2 separate regions of the Gossypium hirsutum genome follow, and region 2 is linked to region 1. A link is a contact called in public Hi-C data. All regions are on one chromosome and are shown on one strand. Each heading gives the region's core, a stretch centred on a gene start, on an enhancer-like site or on the middle of the called end of the contact. The rest is flanking DNA. Distances are from core to core; before and after follow the strand shown. Region 1 holds the start of LOC107910319 (protein SOB FIVE-LIKE 5). Region 2 holds the start of LOC107910314 (QWRF motif-containing protein 2).

The links. A called contact is a pair of places that touch in the nucleus more often than the background predicts.
Region 2: a Hi-C map of leaf shows a contact between it and region 1, with 3 times the contacts expected there. The contact joins the promoter of LOC107910314 here to the promoter of LOC107910319 in region 1. A contact is called at or near these places in 2 of 34 Hi-C or Micro-C datasets (both in leaf).

Annotation. Positions count from the first base shown.
Region 1 is chrD02:17,076,431-17,080,472 of Gossypium_hirsutum_v2.1, forward strand. LOC107910319 (protein SOB FIVE-LIKE 5) reads right to left here and starts at 1,996. Exons shown (of 4, transcript XM_016838135.2): 1 at 1,332-1,996; 2 at 1,171-1,242; 3 at 1,005-1,076; 4 at 624-897. The coding sequence starts at 1,724. The coding sequence ends at 880.
Region 2 is chrD02:17,285,997-17,290,038 of Gossypium_hirsutum_v2.1, forward strand. LOC107910314 (QWRF motif-containing protein 2) reads right to left here and starts at 2,194. Exons shown (of 5, transcript XR_005910241.1): 1 at 791-2,194.

The sequences.
Region 1 (4,042 bases), core at 746-3,245:
AGAGAGTAATATTCGAATAATTGTAAATATTTGATTGGGTTGTTTGGACATTAATGCTCAAATAGTGCTTTTATAATGGGTTGGCTGGATGTGCACAAATGGGCTACAGAAATCCGACCCATCAAGTAGTGCTTTTATAATGGGTTGGCTGGATGTGCACAAATGGGCTACAAAGGTACTCGCCTGATTAATGGAAAATACAGAGACACTCTGTCCATCCAAGGACCACTGCTATTTTTAACACTTCTTTTTCTTGTTTTATCTTTTTCTGGTTAAAATGAAGATCCCAAGGTTAATTTTGTTTCTTGTTTTCAAGTTTTAAACCTATACAAGCCTTTTTTTTTTTTAATCATTCTGCCAAAAGATGGGGACTAGTCTTTCTGACTGTTGAAATTTAAACAAGCTAATTTATTTGTGGCTGAGCATACAAAATTTTCAAGTCCTCAAGGGGGAAATAAACTATGGTCGGCACAACATTCTTTCAAGGGTATTACTAGTTTTAAACCCTACACTCTCAAGTGGATAAACCTGAAAAACATAGTTTCTATGCTAATAGAACCAGATTCTACATTGTCTACGCATAGTGTCAGCAAAATAAACTGGAGAAAACCTGCAATTTCATATATACCAATGACATCGAAATTTTAATTTATTTTAATGTTCTCAGGTTGTTTCCCACTGCATTGACAGAAAGAAATTAAAAAAAAAAAGAGAGTAGACTCGGAGAATAAAAAACAAGAGTAAAAAGGAAGGAACAAAATCCCTTTGAGATCTAAGGCCTTTTTGTTTTGTTTTTCTTCTTCTACAACATTCCTCCCATTTCTCTCTCCAGAACAGCTGCATTAGTAGAGACAAAAGCTGTTACCATTTACCCTTTTGTCATTCCTTGCTTCTTCCCTGGAAACCACCAAATTCTTTTTATCAAACTACAGCTTATCTAACCATCAAATTTCTCTTTTTTATTTTTAAGAATGTCGAGGAGAAAGTTGAAATCGATGACTAACCTGCAGGTTTTTCGAACCTGCTTTTCCAGTTTTTAGGAAACCAAGTTTTTTCTGGAATGATGATGATTTGCCCTGAAAGTATCTCACAGGTGGCATGGTTAAGTTTATATATAATAATAATGGAAGACTAACTGCTTTAAAGAAGGATATAGTATATATTTAGTACCTTAAAATGTGTACCCGAAAAGCCTTGTGAAAAGTCCAACAACTCCATTGAAGCATCTTTGTTGATGTTCTTCTGTAAAAACACCAGAAAACATCCATTGTTACTCTTGTTTTTGTTACAAACCAACCGAACAAGAACAATTAGAATATAGTGGAACTTACCTCGGAAAAGCTTGTTACAGGAGAGCTGGCAGTGTCATCAAGATAAGAATGTTGTTGATTATTGCTACAATGTTCTTTCATCTTCTTTTTGTTTTTGCTGGTTTTGTTAGCTGGTTCAGGATTTACAGGATGAGAACAAAAGCTTCTATTTTCATCGAGGCATTCCACATAATCTTGGCAGTAATAATGTCTTGGACCAGAAGATGCATCAGACACCATGGATAAACCCTCCTCTTCATCTTCAACCCCGAATCTAGCTCCTTTCACCCCATAAACCTCATCAAAGTTGCCGCCAAAATTTTGACACCGGGTTTGAGAGTAAGAGGATTGACCTAAGTAGAAAGTCCAACCAGATTCACAACCACTACCACATTGTGAAGCTGATAAATTCATTATAAACACTTTTTTTTCCCTCTTGGGTTTACAGTTTTGACATATAAGCAAATTCTTGAAGCTGTTACGTATATAAATAGAATACAAAGAGGGTATTGCAGGATAAGACCAAAAGAATCACACTCAAATCCTAGACTACTTTTCTCATCTCTTCAAGCCTTTCGCCATTTGTTTTTACCTTAAATGAATCAATCAAATTAGCCAGTTGGCTCTGAGTGAGAGAGAGAGAGAGAGAGAGAGAGAGAGAGAAATTGGTGAACAGTGCTGATAGGGAACCGATTATCAATTCATGTATATAAATGTAATAATACAGCAGCCTGTACAACAATGGTGCTGTCCTTTCAATAAAAAGTGAATGTATTTTACTGCTCATTTAATGCCCTCTATATCTTTGTCTTTTCCGACATGTCTTTCAAATGTTTATATTTGGAACTTGGAAATGATGGATGAGATTGTATTTTTTGAAATTAAGACATCTTAAATTGAGGGTATTTTTTAAAATTTTAAATAATTAATTATAATTCGACTTTAATTAAAGGAATTTTATCATACCATATATTTTATAATTAATTAAAATGAACAAACAATTTGCAAATTATCAGATTACAAGAGTCTAATGAAATTAAATAATGCAAGATGCCCTTTTCATTCAAAATTTAACTAAAGACAATTCTTCAAATCTATGTTTAAACCAAATGTGAAACGGACATGCATGTTCCTTTGCTGAGTTGTCGTAGACTCATTATGGGGTATTAACTGAGACGTTATTGTAAACTTATAATTTCCCTGTTTTCTTTCTGGGTCATTACAACAGATTATCCATCTATTTATTTTTTCCTGTGCCGCCGTTGGAATGCATTAAATGGTAGTGGGGTCTTGAGTGAGTGACCCCATGAATGTTGGATCGTTGCATAACATACGGCATCTAAAATATAAGTATTCCTCTTATCTCACGTTATTTTGTCAAATTTCTAGAATTTTGTTTATAGCCATAACAATTCATAGATTTGTAAAAGTTAATTAAAAGGATGAACTTGTGTATACAAAAATTAAGCCCAAAAATTTAATATAGTGTAAATTGATGGATTTCTCCCCTTACATATGTAATATTGTATAGTTTACTCTGTAACACTTGATCTGGTCGTCAAATTTAAAATGTGAGATATCATATTCGTTGTCGAAACAATTATGTTGGGAATAAATTCGAATTGAACAACAAATAAGAACGAATAGAGAAAATTGGACACAAATATTTTCATGGAAAAACTCTTCTCAAAAGGATAAAAAAAACACGGGCAAAGAAAGCTTCACTAAAACGACAAATAGCCAAAGAATAATACAAGACGGAAAAAAAAACAAAACAAGCCCCTAAATCCCAAAAAATACAAAGCTCTTTGGCTAAAACACAAAATTCCCTTACACTCTCTTTTGTTGTGTTGTCGAATCAATCTCTCTAGGGTTGCTAAAAGCCCTATTTATAGGCTGAAATTCATAGGCTAATATGATGAAAATATCCCTAGAGTTATTAGAGTTTGTCTAAGAAAAGATAGCTGAGTTTAACTAGGAGAAGACACGTACTTTAGTAGGGAACACATCGTCACGTCGTGACGTCATTTATCGACTTGTCGGGATGTCACATGTTGCGTCGTCTGTTTTTTCTCGTCGAGACATCGTGTGTCGCGTCGTCAGGACATCGACTCTTCCTTGTCACGATGTCGACTCTTTTTTTCCAAAATGTGAGGCACACTCCATAAATCTCTATCTTGATTCATATTTTCCCAACGCCTTCTTTGTCGAGTCCTATCTGGGCCTAACTCGATATTTGCAGGATGTTGGCCAAACAATGTTTGAACTTGAAACTGGAAGGCTTTTGGCCATCATATCGGTTGGATTATTTTCTGTGCCAATTTTGTGAATATGAACATCTCCTTGAGCAACCACCTCTTGAACAAAGTGATACCAAATGTCTATGTGTTTTGTTCTTATGGATGCATCTGATCCTTAGTGAGATATATGACACTTTGACTATCGTAATGTACAATAGTCGCATCATGTTTATTAACTAGCTCCCCAAATAGACCTCTCAACCAAATGGTTTATTTCACAGCTTCTATGATTGTCATATATTAAGCTTTGGTAGTCAATAAAGCCACAATGGCTTGAAGCATGACTTTCCACCTAATGGTGCATTTGCCAAAAATAAACAGATAACTCGTGAGGGATCTAATTTTGTCTAGATTGCTTGCATAATCTGAGTCTACGAAGCCCACTAGAACCTTTGAACTTATTCTGAACCTTAAATGAGCATTTGATGTCCC
Region 2 (4,042 bases), core at 944-3,443, 210 kb after region 1:
CTTTGACTGGTTCTTTAGTGCAAAAAAAACAGCAACTGATGAACCAACATGCTCCTCTAGAACATTGAGCATTCTTGATTTCCAATATTATTTCAAAATCAAAACTTACTGATCCCAGTGTCTCATATGGCCTTTGGATTTGGTCTAAAGGAAAAACCTGTGAACATCAGGCATGCAATCTCTTTGATCCAATTCTATCTGTCATCACTTACCATAGATTGTACTAAAAATATCCCTTTACACTCTTATGGAAAATTTCTAATTTCACCAATACTGCAGCCTCTCTCCCTAACATGATTAAAATCATTTTAAGCCACAAAACAACTCTCACAGGCTACCTTCATACTACATAACTTCTACACCATAAAAGCAATTACAACAAAAAATGGCAGGGTGCCAAGTTCGATCAAGCAGAAGTGGCCCAAAGAATTTTAGCTCTACTAAGAACACCATTCTCTGTTTTTATCAGACATAATTCAATTGTTTGTCGGGACTGTTCTTGAGCTCTTTTTTTTAATTAAAAAAACCCTGAAATTCCAAACAGTAAGACAAAACAAATTGTGTGCAACCAGGCAACATTCTAAAAAAATTAACATTCTAAAAGTAAACTTAGCCAAAATCCTCAAAATGGTGTTCGTATGCAACGTTTAATGCTGCGAGCCGTACTACCAAAATTATAGTAAAAGCGAATTCCTATGAATATTATAATAGTAAAGCATGCAAACTTGAAGCATACAAACAACATACAAACACAACGAGAGAAATTGAAAGTCACTTCTTAGAGTTGTACCTCTGCGTTAGACCTTTGGGAAGACAGAGTAGCATCTACTCTAGCATTAACAAAACGCCACTGCAACCACCAGTTATGAAGTAGCCTCAACAAATTAGCATCCAAAACTTTGTTCTCCCCAATCTTAAAATCATTACCAACAAAGCTCAAAATCGACAGCCTAGTTACCAAATTATCATCCAACCCATTCCTCAGTCTAGGACTCATTCCCCTTGTTGAAGATGACCCAAGCTTACTTGGTGATGCAAGCCGAACTAGCCTATGAATTGGCAGTAACTATCCTCTGCTGTTTAATACAACGTTTGGAGACAAAAAAAGAGTATCAGTTCCAAACTTGTCTGGTACAATTAGCTTAGTGCACGCTGTATTTTTCTTAGAACGGGCGAGCCAGGATGGGACCGGCATACCCGATTAGCAGTCTGTTGCTAGGACCGAGTGGAGACCATTATTCCTTGAGGCCCACGCTTAACGTCTATCTTAGCGGAGGAACTTTGTGAAGAACCTGACGTACTACCAGAAGAAACACTTACAGTATCAAAAGCAGCGAGACCACGTTGAGCCTTAGATTCAATAGGAGTAACGGCTGTTATATCTCTATTCTCAACCATAGAATCTTGCAGTGGCCCAAGTACATTGCCATTAATAGAACCGTTTAATCTATTCCTCTCATCAGTGCAAGCCATGCTTCTACTAGTCACTGAGTTAGGTAGCCTTAACCTCGCCGGCCACCGCTCGGTCTTTGAAATTTTAGTTTGCTCTGTTCTTCTCATTTCCAGCATCGATTTGCACCTGTTGGTGGTTTCTTTCTTTGTGGGGCATGGTGATGGAGCTGGTGTAGCTTTGCTAACCTAGTCAGCAGTGTTGTTGTTAGCGTTGTCAGTTTTCAAAAGCATAGGTTTATTAGACGGCAGGGTCACCGCATGTCTCGTCTCCACCAATTGAGACCTCTTAATAGCCGATGAAGTCGTGTGTTTTATGGAAGAATTTGAGTGGGATGAGGAGGTGGACAAATATTTTCGGGAATTTTGAAGGGGTGGAGGGATGAAATTGTGGGGGTCGAAGGGCAACAAAGGAGGCAGTAACCCTTATTCTTCCCAGGCGTTTGCGATTTAGGGTAGCAGTAACCATTGGAGGCACTCACAAAATTCAATTCCACAGTCTGATCCTTTAATCTCACTCTCTTCCCAACACCTAAACATATCTAATCATAAACACCTCCAATTTTATATTGAAAAAACTAATAGGATTTAACAGATTTTATTCTTTAAACATCAAAACTCGGAATTTTCAGAGAGGAGAGAGTGAGAGGGATGTGGGAAAAGATTAGATTAGATTAGAAAGCATAGAGGTGGTAATGCTAGGAGTGGCCTATGTAGTATATATTTAGTTTGTAGTATGTAATTTAAAATGAAGGGAATCTATTGCAGTGGTGGGGTTTTATGGGGATGGATGAGTCGTGTGGAGGAGAGGCAACCTCTGTAGGTCTGTTACTAAACTACTTGCACGTGGCTGCCACATTTCTAGTTTCTTAACGAGAAATTACTTTATAAATTCTTTTACCATATTATTTATTTATGGTTCCTACTAAAGTAAATATATCATTTTTCACCGTATGGAAAAAATATAGACTTCAAACATCTCCATTGATTCTTTATTTCATAATTACCATTGCAAACATGCGTGGAAGATCTGAGTGGTTAAAGGCTCTAATGATTACCCATAATACGCAGGCCTTAATTGAAGGCTGAAATTGCAATAGCTCTAGAAGGCAATCGACAACAACTTGATTAACAGATTTGGAGTGACCGTATTTCGACAACAACTTGATCAATAGATTTAGAGTGACTGTATTCTGATAACGTGTTATGAAATAAAGAGAGATGGAGATAATAAAGAACAAAGAAAATATAAAAGGAATAGAAAATGTACTTTATTGATCAAATGGATGATTACAATGCTTCATCAGAGTCTCTATTTATAGGTATAAGAAGTATAAAGGAAGTATAAATTTAATTCTAATAACTATTAGAATTTAAAGTACATTAAAACTTTATCTTGATCATGATGGACATCCACTTAATAAGATATTCATAACAAAAAAAACTTATAAAAATCATTAAAATTTGTGATAATTATTAGATATTAATTAAAAACCATAAAAGTTTATAAAATTTAGAAAAAAAAATAATTTATTAAAATTGTTAAAAATTAATTAAAAACCATATAAATTATTTATTAAATGTTATTAAAATTATTTTTCTCATTTTTACTAAATTATTTAACTAATATAATTTACTTTTAAGTATATTTAACATTGGAATTATTTATTTTCTTATGCATACTATTGAAAGTTCTTTTAAAATGTTAGGGCTTCCTAATAATCAATGGCTTTTTTTTAATTAATGATCGGTGGCTATATTTTTATAAAAATGAGAAAAATAATTTTTATAAAATATTTATTTTTTAAATATGGATTTAATTAATTTCTAAAAAAAAGTCTAAATTAAATTTCTAATTTTTAACGATTTTTAATAAATTTTTTTAAAAATTTTATAAAAAATTTATGGTTTTAATTAACTTCTATTAATTATTATAAATTTTAATGATTTTTTATTATAAATTTTTATCTTTTTAATAATTCCAGGCTTGGACAACCATTTGCTCAAATACATTGTGTACTACAAAATTTTGGACTCCACAGAGCGCGAAGGGAGAGATGACGTTGAAATAATGAGTCGGTCGTTGAAGAAAGTTTGTATAAGGGAAACAAAGGAAAACCTAGATATTGTGATGGACATAACACCGATTGTTGAAAAGGTCCTATCATGGAGAGACAGGTTGGTGGGAATCGAGCTCAGAGCGGATGAAAGAATAACACCATTGGTTGGGGCAAATGGAGAAGGAGATTTTGAGATATCGAAAAATGATATTGAATGTTCATTGGTCAATGGCATCCTGTAACACCCCAAACCCGGCCTAGGAGTTATGACCGAAGCTGGCGGTGTCACATTGAGGTATTTAGTTTAAAACTTGTTGAAATCTTTAAAATCAATTAATCATTTTGTTATTAAACGGTTATTCCAAAACAAGTTGTTCATTTCCAAGCGTACATCACTAAAAACTAATCACTTTTAAAACGTTACAAATTTTCTAAAATCTCATTTATTGTGAAAACGTGGTGTCTTTGAAAATGGTTACCTTTTGAAAACCCGTCTTATTCTACAACTATCAGTTTATATCAAACTAAATAAA